Linked DNA regions of Macaca mulatta: region 1 is linked to region 2. The links are chromatin contacts, called in public Hi-C maps. All regions are on one chromosome and are shown on one strand. The core of a region is the stretch at or near the end of the contact, and the rest is flanking DNA. Distances in the headings are between cores, read along the strand shown.

Evidence for each region. A called contact is a pair of places that touch in the nucleus more often than the background predicts.
Region 1: a Hi-C map of liver shows a contact between it and region 2, with 4 times the contacts expected there. The contact joins the promoter of CFAP20 here to the promoter of MMP15 in region 2. A contact is called at or near these places in 5 of 14 Hi-C or Micro-C datasets (cortical neurons, fetal cortex germinal zone, fetal cortical plate and 2 more).

Annotation. Positions count from the first base shown.
Region 1 is chr20:53,746,880-53,753,104 of T2T-MMU8v2.0, forward strand. CFAP20 (cilia and flagella associated protein 20) reads right to left here and starts at 1,666. Exons shown (of 6, transcript NM_001194181.1): 1 at 1,250-1,666. The coding sequence starts at 1,333.
Region 2 is chr20:53,639,504-53,646,047 of T2T-MMU8v2.0, forward strand. It overlaps MMP15 (matrix metallopeptidase 15), which reads left to right and starts at 3,333. Exons shown (of 10, transcript XM_001101050.5): 1 at 3,333-4,141. The coding sequence starts at 3,980. It overlaps LOC144337766, which reads right to left and starts at 3,981. Exons shown (of 3, transcript XM_077984765.1): 1 at 3,272-3,981; 2 at 580-677. The coding sequence starts at 3,981.

The DNA.
Region 1 (6,225 bases), core at 416-2,915, 110 kb after region 2:
AACTATCTTATGAAAGTAACACTATGAACACACCATCCTCAAAGCTGCCCTCAGAACGCAGAGTTGGTGGTGACAGGCAGAAAGCTGCCCATGTTCTCTCCCAACTTTATGTGGCCCATAGCTCTCATCTGTGGATAAGGGAATACAGAGGCTTGTTCCGAGATAAAATCCAAAATTCTTGGCTTCATTACCAATAAACCCTGCTGAGATTATTCCACATGCATCTCTATAAAAAGCAGCATTCATCATACCCACACTCGACATTCTCCCAGAGAGAAGTACTAAGAATATGACTGAAATTCCACACTGGAGTGCCTCCCGTAACTTATATTCAAGAAATAGTACAGCTGATTGCCTGGGAATTTGCATGAAGAACGAAATACCAAAGTAATAAAATGCAGACCAATTCATAGACAGCTAGATCTTTCTTCACATCTGCAAAAAATAGACTCATCATCTCGTGGGGCCAAACACAGTATCATCTAGTGGATGCCGGAATAAAGATGAGGCCTGTACTTGGCTCTGAGTTTATTAATCCAAACAAGACTTTGACTGTCAGCATTCTGCAGTTTTCCTGATGGAGAAATCAGGCACCGAGGGCATAGTACAGGCAAGTCACAGTGAGTGTGGAGCAGGTGCCAAGGGCCACTGAATTCTGACTTATTTGGGATCAGTGGGAGGAAGGGAGCAAACGAATGAAATTTAAACATCACTGGCTTGGCCGGAGCTTTTCTGTCGGCGCCTCTGTAAGGGTGCCTGAACAAAGGCTCTGTGTCTAGCGCCCAGTACCGTGCCTGGCACAAAACAGGATATCAGTAAATATTTGGAATCCGTGAATAGCAGGTACTTTCATCTGTACATCCACGAAGCTCCCTCAAGTAAGTTCGTGCATTTCATGCTAGGAGATGGGCACCATCAACCCCATTATATTGGTGGGGAAACAGTGGCTCAAAAGAAGGGACTGACCGACCAAGTCAAGTCAGCAGCAAGGGTCGTGGCCCTAACCACACCACAGCTGCAGGACGCTTAGATCCCAGCCACGCCCACCCACATGCACCACCTCACCTCCTCCGCCGCTTACACGACGCCCCCACCTCGCGCCCCAGTCCCGCCAGGCTGAGGACAAGGCACAGCGTCCTCTCCGCCTCTCCCAGGCCCCAATTCGACACAACCATTCCCCGTCCCCAGTCCCCAGACGAGGAGGGGTTGTAGCCCCTCCACCCCGCACCGCCGCCGCCCCCAGCCCGACCTTTTTGTCCCAGATTTGCAGGGGCTTGCTGCCGATGCTGTAGAGGATGGAGAGGAAGCCGCTCTGGAACGTATTTTTGAACATCTCGCCGGCGGCCTTCTCCTAAGCCGCCCCGGAGCCGAGCTAGGCCCAGGAGTAGATACAGGCACCGAGCGGCGAAGGCACAGCAGCAGGCCGGCCCTGTTCCGAAGAAGGGTGGTTGAGCTCCCGGCCTCCGGATCTGCAGTCACTGATGGCCGGACTCGGACGCGGGAACGCTAAGTCCGCGATCTTCAGCTCCTAAGCTGCGAGCTCAGAACGGAAACCACAACAACTACCGCCCGCGCCGCGGTATTTCCCCGCCTTCAATGGAGGCGGAGGGCCGCCCGTTGCTTAAAACGAATCCCTCCGCCCATCTGAGCCCGCCCCTGGGAGCGCGGGGTCCAATCCCGTTACAAGAACCACGGACTTCCGTTTCGTTGCGCTTGTAAGCCCCGCCTGGTCCCGCCTTCTCCTGAGAAAGAGCTCAGTTGTCAAGGAACTATTTTTCTTGCCGTCGTCGCAGAGAGGCCTTTGGAAAAGCGGAAGGGCACGGAGGGTTCGGGCCTTTGTTGGTGGCGCCTGCGTGGTGTCATGGGAACGTGGCGGGGCGGTGAGTGACGTGAGGGGGCGTGACGGCCCGGCCGGTTGGAGTTGCCCGCGCGGGAGAAAAGAGGCTGGGCAGGGAAAGTGGCTTTGAAGAGCTTCTTGGCGTCGGACGGACGCCCAACGAATGCTTGTCCGCCAAGTACAGGATAAGGTTAAAGGGAGCTAACCAATATTGAGCACTAACTGTAATGAGAGCCTAATATACATTCCTGCCTGTCATTATTCACATTGTGGCATGCAGTCAAAGCGACACTCTGAGGAAAATGTATCGCCTTAAATACATTGATTAGAAAATAAGAAAGCCCAGGCCGGGCGCGGTGGCTCACGCCCGAAATCCCAGAGCTTTGGGAGGCCGGGGCAGGGGGATCGCTTGAGTCCAGGAGTTCAAGACCAGCCTGGGCAAAAAAACGAGACCCTTCCTCTACAAAAAAATACAAAAATTAGCCGGGCATGGTGGCGCGCGCCTGTAATTCCAGCTACTTGGGGGTCTGAGGTGGGAGGATCCCTTGAGCCCGGGAGGCAGAGGCTGCAGTGAGCCGAGACCACGCCACTGCACTCCAGTCTGGGCGACAGAGCGAGACCCAGTCTCAAATAAATAAATAAATAATCCTGAACATTAAGATAAAGGCAGAAATTAATAAACAAAATTAAGAAAGTTGAGTTGAACCAACAACTGATTTTTATTATTTATTTATTTATATTTGAGACAGGATCTTGCTCTGTCACCTAGGCTGGAGTGCAGTGGTGCAATCATGGCTCACTGCAGCCTCGACCTCTCCTGCTCAGCCAATCCTCCCACCCCAGCCTCCAGAGTAGCTGACTACAAGTGTAGGGCACCATGCCTCCCTAAGTTTTTTTTTTGTAGAGACAGGGTTGCACTATGTTGCTCAGGCTGGTCTCAAACTCAGGCTGGTCTGCACTCCAGCCTGGGCAACACAGTCTCTGAAGAACAAAAATAAAAATAAATTAATACGGCCGGGCGCGGTGGCTCACGCCTGTAATCTCAGCACTTTGGGAGGCCGAGGCGGGCAGATCACAAGGTCAGGAGATTGAGACCATCCTGGCTAACACGGTGAAACCTCATCTCTTCTAAAAAATACAAAAAAATTTAGCTGGGCGTGGTGGCTGGCGCCTGTAGTCCCAGCTACTCGGGAGGCTGAGGCAGGAGAATGGTGTGAACCTGGAAGGCGGAGCTTGCAGTGAGCCGAAATCGGGCCACTGCACTCCAGCCTGGGTGACAGAGCGAGACTCAGTCTCAGAATTAAACAAACAAACAAACAAACAAACAAATAAATAATAAAAGAGGGAAAAGAAAAGTCCTTTTTTTTTCCCCTCCTGGACTCAAGCGATCCTCCCACCTCAGCCTCCCCAGTAGATGGGGCTACAGGTGCACACACCACACCCAGCTAATTTTTGTATTTTTTGTAGATAGAGGGTTTTGCTATGTTGCCTGGGCTGGTCTCGAACTCCTCGGCTCAAGCAATCCACCTGCCTTGGTCTCCCAAAGTGCTGGGATTACAGGCGTGAGTCACCACGCTCAGCTATCACTATATACTCTGCACTATTGCCTTTATTTCTGATGGGAGGGAAGTTCCATTTTGACTCAGCTTTTTAAAATATATCCTATGAAGAGATTCACCGACTCAGCTTTGATGAGACCCAAATTCTCTGCTTACCTTTACAAATTTTACAAAACCATGTGGACCACTTAAATACATCGCTAAGTCACCTCCCAAGTGCTTGGAAGGGCCAAGCAAGTGAGGGTGCCTGAAGTTTGAGTTTCCTCTGGATGAATATGTCTCCGCTTCTGTCATATCATTCCTTTACTGATACTCTATTCAGTCAGGTTGGTCTTTGCCATTTCCCATAAGTAAGCATTTTCCCACCTAATTTCCTGCCCATACCATTCCCTCCTCCATTTTGTCTGCTTATTCCCAGAAGGCAGGGCTTTCCCTTCAACCCTCTTAAAGTGAGGTAGGCGGCGGGGCGCGGTGGCTCACGCCTGTAATCCCCGCACTTTGGGAGGCTGAGGCAGGCGGATCACCTGAGGTCAGGAGTTCAAGACCAGCCTGACCAACATGGAGGAACCCCATCTTGACTAAAAATACAAAATTAGCTGGGCGTAATGGCACATGTCTGTAATCCCAGATACTCGGGAGGCTGAGGCCGGAGAATCGCTTCAACCCAGGAGGCGGAGGTTTCGGTGAGGCGAGATCGTGCCATTGCACTCCAACATGGGCAACAAGAGCAAAACTCCGTCTCAAAAACAAAACAAAACAAAAAACAGAATGAGGTAGGCTCTCCTTTGTACCCCTCAACCACTGGATCTAGAGGTGGGATGTAGGTCCTCCTTTTTCTTCGTATCTCCTCCCAGACCATTGCCTCTCTCTCATTCCAAAACCCCCCAGCTCCTTTTAAACTCATACCATCAGGCTCCACTACCCACCACCCCTCCCTCATTGCAGCCATCTCAGATCCCTGGGTCATCTCTTGAATATTTAATGCCTGGCCCATTGTCTCTCTCCATGGCTCTCATGAACAACTATTTCTGATATGTGTGCAACAGCTTCATTGAGATGTAATTTACTTACTAGAAAACTCACCCATTTTAAGTGCAAAATGATTTTTCGTATATTTATTGAATTCTGCAAACACCATCACAAATTTTCCATAACTTTCATCATTTGAAAAAGACTCTCTCATCTAGTTTCTGTCCCGATAGATTTGCCTTTTCTGAACATTTTATCTAAATAGAATTATACAAAATGTGGTCTTTTGTGTCTGTCTTCTTTCACTTAGCATAATGTTTGGAAGGTTCATCCACACTGCAGCAATCAGGACTCTATTCACTTTTGTTGCTAAAGGACATTCCACTGTATGGCTGTACCACATTTTTGTTTATCCATTCATCAGTTGACAAACATATGGCTCATTTCTACTTTTTGACTGTAAAGAATAAGGCTCTTATGAGGCTGAGCGCAGTGGCTCATGCCTGTAATCCAAGCACTTTGGGAGGCCGAGGCAGGTGGATCACTTGAGGCCAGGAGTTTGAGACTGGCCTGGCCAACATGGTGAAACCCTGTTTCTACTAAAAATACAAAAATTAGCTGGGTATGGTGGCATGTGCCTGTAATCCCAACTACTCAGAAGGCTGAGGCAGGAGAATCACTTGAACTCGGGAGGCAGAGGTTGCAGTGAGCTGAGATCGTGCTGCTGCACTCCAGCCTGGGTGACAAGAGCAAAACTCTGTCTCAATAAATAAATAAGGTGGCTATGAACATTCACATATAAGTCTTTATCATGACATATGATATATCTAAGAGTGAAATTACTGGGTCCTATGGCAATTCTATGTTTAACATTTTGAGAAACTACCAAATTGTTTTCCAAAGTGACTGCATCATTTTCCAGTTCCACTAGCAATGTATGACAGTTACAATTTCTCCACATCATCGCCAGCTCCTATCATTGTTTTTGATGACCCAGGACTTCACTCCACCCCAGCTACCTGCTCTTGTGGAAAGACCTCTCCCTCAAGCATCCCACTCCACTACCCCTTCCTATTATTATTCAGGCTCCCTTCTCATGTTCTGAGTCCTTGAGGCCTCAAGTTACGCAACATCACTGGGACTTTGAACATACTACTCTCCTATGTTGGACACTCCCTCACCTCTGTCACATCCTCACTTTCCTTTGTCCTGGCTTAGATTTCACAGCCCCTTATTAACTCATTGGTTTGAGTACATCCTCCACAACATTTTCATCCTCTCCTCCTGGTGTGCACATGGATTCATGTGGCAAAACCTAAGCCAGGTTAAATGTGGTTGGGTCTAGTCTGTTTATCCCCAGGCAGTTAGACATGCCTGGAGAAAGGTTCACAGCCCTGAGGACTCATCTTGCATCAAATTCATAACCATGGACCTCCAGTGGACACTTAGTGCAGCTCAGCAATTCTCTGACATTTCCTGGGCACTTGCTCTCCGGTATTAGTTTGTTCTCACGCTGCTGATAAAGACCTACCTGAGACATACCTGGGTAATTTATAAAGAAAAAGACGTTTAATGGACTCACAGTTCCATGTGGCTGAGGCGGCCTCACAATCATAGTGGAAGGTGAAAAGCACGTTTTACATAGCAGCAGACAAGAGAGAAATGAGAGCCAAGTGAAAGGGGTTTCCCCTTATAAAACCATCAGATCTTGTGAGACTTATTCACTACCATGAGAACAGTATCGGGGAAATCACCCCCCATGATCCAATTATCTCCCACTGGGTCCCTCCCACAACACATAGAAATTATGGGAGCTACAATTCAAGATGAGATTTGGGTGGGGACACAGACAAACCATAA
Region 2 (6,544 bases), core at 2,083-4,582:
GGAGGATGTGGCTGGGGAGTCCGTCTGTGCTGAGGATGGAATTTGAGTGCAGCAACTTTGAGAAATGGGCCAAGATCAATAACCGGCTCCTCAATGGAGAATGGAAGGTGGCAATGGAGGAAGGAAGCAGGAGCCTCGCTGAGGGGGAGGGGTGGGCAGGCTGGGCCTGAGGAGGCTGGCGGCAGGAGCTTGGCGGGCACCCAGACACTGAGTGTGCCTCTGGAGCAGAGTGAGCCCGCTGAGCAAGCGCTCCCGCTGACAGTGCAGAAGCAGCCGGGGCTCTTCCATAAGAGGAGATTCTCCATAAGAGGAGAAACCTCGGAGACAACTCTGGAGACACAGGGAAGACCAGAGCAGGCTGCAGTCCCCGCCAGGCAGGCTGGCCCAAAGAAATGCTCTTGATGAGGATTTTATCACACCAGGGAGAGTACAAAATCAACACATCTGGCCTCGGTGTCCTCAGATGTTCCCCACAGGGCAGGGAAATCATCTCACGCCTGTTTGGCTGATTTCCACCTGGCACTCTCCAGCGCCTCTCCAGACCACCCCAGCTTTGTTTCCAAGGGAGAGGGAAATTACCTTGGCTTGTTTGTTTATTCCTTGTCTTGGCACCAAGAGTCCCAAGGCCTGCTTCACCTTTGATGGTGTGTTGGGTGGGTGCATCGCCTGAGGGGCCCCTGGAGGGGAGAGCTGGAGGAGGGGGTGTCCTGGGCCCAGTTCCAGCCCACAGCTACTTTCCTTCACCGAACAGGAGACCTCCCCTACGACCTCAGAACTCTCCTTTCGCAAACGAGGAAACAAACCCAAAGAGGGGAATAACTTGCTCCGATTGCCCAGTAAATTACAGCTGAGGCAAAAACCCAGGGACCTGGCTTCTGATCCAGAGCTTTTTACAACCCCTCACACCACATCAGGACCTCTAAATGAAACTGCTGTGAAACACCATGTCTGGGCTTTCATTCAAAAGACTAAGAAAAAAAAGGTGTGTGCTGGTGGGCGGGGGTGTCAGGGCATAGATGAAACGATATTGGCAAAATATGGATAAGGTTTAAAGTTCTTGATGGCCGGGCGTGGTGGCTCACGCCTGTAATCCCAGCACTTTGGGAGGCCGAGGCGGGCGGATCACAAGGTCAGGAGATCGAGACCACGGTGAAACCCCGTCTCTACTAAAAATACAAAAAATTAGCCAGGCGCGGTTGTGGGCGCCTGTAGTCCCAGCTACTCGGGAGGCTGAGGCAGGAGAATGGCGTGAACCCGGGAGGCGGAGCTTGCAGTGAGCCGAGATTGCGCCACTGCACTCCAGCCTGGGCGACAGAGCAAGACTCCGTCTCAAAAATAAATAAATAAATAAAGTTCTTGATGGAGGGGCTGGAGTTCACACATCTCAGTCCCACTGACTAGTCCTTTTGGGCTTTGGGTGCTGGCCAGACCCAGTAGAAACCCAGCTATCTTGGGTTGGATGTACATGCAAATCCACCTTGGATTCCCAAAGTACCTATAGGAGCCAGACCCAATAATTGGGAGCTTCAAGATATGGTCACAGGGGATGTCATTTCCTTAAGGCAGGATTGGACCCCAAGAGAGGAACCTCCAACAGAGAGAAAATCACCAGACTTGACTGACCCAGGCCTTTAAGAATGTTGCTCCATTCATTCCTAGGCTCCTCTCACTAATAGCCCCTTAAGCCCCAACTTTTTTTTTTTTTTTTTTTTTTTAAGACAGGGTCTCGCTCTGAGTCAGCTGGGTTGAAGGGCAGCAGCATGATCATAGCTCACTGCAGCCTCAACCTCCTGGGCTCAAGTGATCCTCCCACCTCAGCCTCCCAAGTAGCTGGGCCTACAGATGTACACACGCCTGGCTAATTTTTGTATTCTTTGTAGAGATGGGGTCTTGCCATGTTGCCCAGGTTGGTCTTGAACTCCTGGGCTAAAGCAATTCTGCCGCTTCGGCCTCCCAAAGTGCTGGGATTACAAGCTTGAGCCACTTTTCCTAGCCCCAAACTTTTTTAAATTGGCTAATCGGGACTAAATATCATGAAAGAGTGCAACGTGGTCAGTTAAACAAGGACAGCCCTGTTGTCTGTGTCTGAAGACCACTGCACATTTCCCAAAAGCAAATTTCAAAGTGGAGAATTTAGAAACCCACTTCCCAGATGAGGGATCCTACAGAGAAGTGAGTCCGTGGAAATGATGAAATTGCCCGGTTCCTTTCTCTAAATTCCGACTTCCTTTCCCCAAGGACATCCCAGGAGGGTTCAAATGCGCGCTCTCTAAGGCGCCCTGCCAGGTCTCCTGATTTCCAGTTTCCGGGAGGTGAGGCCGGCTGGGGTGCCCCGCGGGCCTGCTCTAGAGAAAACCGCCCTCAGGTGAGGACAGCTTCCATTTCCGGGTCTGAAGATAAGGAATACGGTCTCCGCCCTCCTGCCTGCCGCCCTCACCCACTGACCACGCCGGTCAGTCTCCAGGGTTGCCCTTGGCCTGGCCCCCGGGTCTCGGTGGACCTTCGACCCGGGCCTCTCAGCTCTGGCCTCCTGCATCCACCCCGCCCCGACCTCAAGCTGCTTCCGGAATAGAATGAACGCCAGCTCATTAAGTTTCGCGGGGAGGTGTGTCCACCCGCCCCGCGCCGCGTCGGGCCGCACTGTCGCACTTCACTCGCACTAGCCAGTGGCCAAAGTGCTTGGGCACCTATTGCGCCAGGCCAAGAACCGGAAGCCTTACCTCGCACTCACTCCAACTCTTTGCCCCACATTCCCGATAAGAACATGGAGACTCGGAGAGATTAATTTGCCCACGTGCAAGCTGCAGCTAATGGGCGGACTCGGAACTTGAACCGTGTCCCTCCTAAACCTGCCCCTTGTCCGCCGCAACGCGCCCTCGACGCGCACAAAACCCTCACTTTGATAATGAGGAAAGTTACTCAATGGCCAGAGACACCCTGTGGCTTTTGAAAAGAGATTTCAGGCTGACAAATTTCCATATATATATATAAAACGACTCTTTGGTCCCTCCCCTAAGACCTCCTTCCCGTCCCCCTCAGCCTCAGTATCACCCCCACCCACCAGGTAGGATCCCTAAGGAGGAGTCTTCATTCCTCCCAGGCAGGGAGACCACGCCTTCCCTGCTTCCTCCCTCCACGGGGGATCGCGTTGGAGGTCACCCCTGTCCCCCAGACGCTGGGTTGAGAGTGACGCGGGGTGGGCTGGAGACGTTTCCCGCCCTCTGGGAAGAGTAAATGGGCCGCCCACCTGCCGGGCCTCGGCCGCCCGCACCTGCTCGTGAGAAGCCGCTGGCTGGGGCACCGCCCCCGGTCCCCGCCCGGGTCCGCGCACTGGGAGCACGCTGGCCCTTTAAGAGCGCGGCGGCCGCGGCGCGCGGGGAGGAGGGCTGGGAGCGCCCGGAGCCGCGCTGAACTCGCCGGGGACGTCGGGCGCCCGCTCCTTGGCTGGCTGGCTGGCTGGTTTGCTCGCTCGCTCTCTCGGGTGGGCTCCCTGCGCCTCCTCCCGGGACTGCGTGGGGACCCGGGCCCGGTCGGGCGCGGCGGCGAGCAGAATCCCTGGGCAGGAGGCACGCGCTCCGGGCAGCGCCCGGCCCCGGGCATGGACAGAGGGAGCTGGGCGCGCAGGGGGCGCCGCGGGACCGGGCGGCCGGAGCGCTGAGCCAGACAAAGGCTCTGGAGTTGCGCTCGCTCTCGGGAGCCGGGCCCCAGGCTCTGGGCGCCAAGGCTGCGGGACCCCGCGGGGGGTAGCTCCGGCCGGCCCCCTTTCCCGCCCGCTGATTCCGAGCTCCCGGACCTGCCCTGCCCGCTTCTCCTCGGGCTTGGGAATTTGCCGAGGCGACCTAGGCGGCTCCAGCGGGGACCGGGAGCCTGAGGTGCGCGGCGCGCCCGCCGGGCCAGGAGCCAGGGAGCGTCGCAAGTTTCCAAGGCGCGTGCGAGGACCCGGCGTGCAGTGTTCCGGGCCGGGCTGGGCGCCGAGAGCATGGGCAGCAACCGGAGCGCGCCCGGACGGCCGGGCTGGACTGGCAGCCTCCTTGGCGACTGGGAGGAGGCGGCGCGGCCGCGACTGCTGCCGCTGCTCCTGGTGCTTCTGGGCTGCCTGGGCCTTGGCGTAGCGGCCGAAGACGCAGAGGTCCATGCCGAGGTAAGACCCCCGCCCTGCCCTTTGGCTGCGGGCTGGGGGCTTAGAGAGGGAGGCGCCACGCCCGCAGCATGAGACGTGGAGGTGGAGGGAGCGGAGACGCGCCCCCTGTTCTGGGCCGTGGCGGGGAAGAAAGGGGACTTGGCAGGCTGCCCCTCCCCAGCTCGCCCTCTGCAGCGCACCTCTTCCCAAACCCTGGAGGGCGCAGGGCTCGCGCCTCCCCGCTACTCCGAGTACAGCCCTGTTCTGGGCACTGAGCCCCCACCCCGGTCCCCCCACATTCAGCCTGTGTCCCGGGAGCCGCTTCCGCCGCCCCCAGCCCTTGCCTCCCCTCCTTCCTTCCCTCCAGGGCAGCCGATTCCTCGAGAGCCCGGCTGGCGCGCAGTGGCGCTCTTTGCGAGTGGGGAGGGGGCTGCTCTCGGGGACAGCCACAGGCGGAGCAGGAGCTGGGCAGCTGGGCAACAGCGCTCCTGCCCAGGTAGCCTCTCGTCTGGGTGATAGCGAGGCGCACACGGCGGGCCGGGATGCGGGGGGGATGGGTGCAAACAGCTGAGGCAGCGGACTCGGGTTGCGGGGGCGCTTTGGCTACTTTCTTGCGCTCTTGCGAGGAAGCCTGGCCACGCCCGGGCGGGGTCCTAAGGACGGACCCTGCCTCCCACAGCGCTTCCTTCCAACAGCCCCCCTACGTCGAAGCCCCGGGTGGGAGAGGGTGGACCCCGCGCCTCTTTTGGCTAGGAGCCCTCTTGGCGTCCCTCCTGGGGCCCCGCTGTGGATGGCTCCCGCGGGTGACCAGGCGCGGCATCCCGGCGTAGAGCCGGGTCCAGCCAGCGCCCCAGCTCCATGGTGTCTCCCGAGCGAGGACACTGAAGGCGCCAGCTCTGTTGCCCCAGAGCAAGAGCAGGGTCCTCTCTTCCCCGACTTCTAAGACCTGCTCCCTGCCCCAGATAGGCGGGGAGAGGATTGGGCCGGGAGTAGGGAGAAAGAACCACCCGGAGCCGCTTCTGCACGGTGCTCAGGCCTTGGTGCCCTTGGGCTGCCCGGGCTGCGGGCCGGAGCGCCGTTTCTATTTGCAGCTGGGCTGGTGCTCCCTCCCTGGCCCACGGCGGCTTTCCCATCTCCCCGGGCTCCCTGGGAGATTTTTCCGATGGAAGCTTGCCCTTCCCCTCCCTACTTTAATAAAAGCATAGAGGAAGGGCAGGGAATTCCTCCTGGGCTCGAGTTACACGTCCCAGCCAGTTCCCCACCTGCTCTGTCCTCCCTCCCTGGCCAGGCCAGGGAGAGCTGCAAGGAGCCAGGCCCTGGCAGGAGGCAGGATAGGAGCCCCGCCCCAACCCAGTCTGGCCACCCTCCCCCACCCCATTCACACAGGCAGGCAGGAGTTTTAGGGGGTTCCTGTTGGTGAGGATTACCCCTCAGCCAGTGACCCAAGTACTGGGCGGAGAGTGCCGTTTGGGCCCACCTGCCACTCTGGGCTGGAGTGCCAAAGAATTTCAAGTCATAATCCCACCCTTGAGTTTCTAATTTACTTAGGGATGGTGTCTGTACATAGGAAGCAGTGATGGAATTTGATGGCTGTGCATTGCTAATGGCACCCTAGCTGGCCAGGAGCTGCTCTGGGGTGCAGGGACCTGTAGTCGGAGGGGGCTTCACTCTCTCTCTCTTCTGCTTTTCCGGTTCCATCTCACCCCTACCCCAGCCCCCCAGTTCAGGGAGTGCCCACAGCTCAGTGCTGCCAGGGAAGAAGCTGTGGTTGCATTATCACAGACCGTGCTCCTGATCTGGAGATTGTGACTGTCCTGGAGCCCTACTCCTGGGGAGACACTTTGGTTGGACCTGGGCAGTGGCTGGAAGAGACCCCGGAAGGTTTAGGAAGCCCTGAATGTTGGCAGCCATGCAGATAGAGGGCTAGAGACAGGTGGAGTATCCCAGCTCCTACAGTTGGCTTTGGGTACAGGCTGCTTCTGGAGTCCCATCAGGTCTGGCCACATGTGGGCCCAAAGAGTCAAATGGCCTCAGCAGCCAGCCCATCTGCCAGGAGGCTGTGGCCTCAGACTCCTGGGCCTGGCCTACACCCTGTGTCGAGCCTCCCTTCCTCAGAGAAGGGCTGGCTCTCTCATTCTCACCCCAGCATCCGCACAGCTTCAGGCCTCCAGCTGGGTCACGGCTGGGACCTTCTCGGAGCAGCTTGGCAGTTGAGCCAAGGCCAGCCCCTCTCCACTTCCTTTCTCCCCTCCCAGGGTGGAAGCCACGGGAGTTTCGCAAGGCTGAGACATCAAGGAACCTGGCATGTGCTAGGAACTGAGAAACACCTGCAACCTGCCAGGCCCTAGCCCACCACTGAGCTGCCCTGCCCTATACCACATTCTCCCTTAGATGTCCGGTCCCAGTCTGTAGTCATTCCGGGCC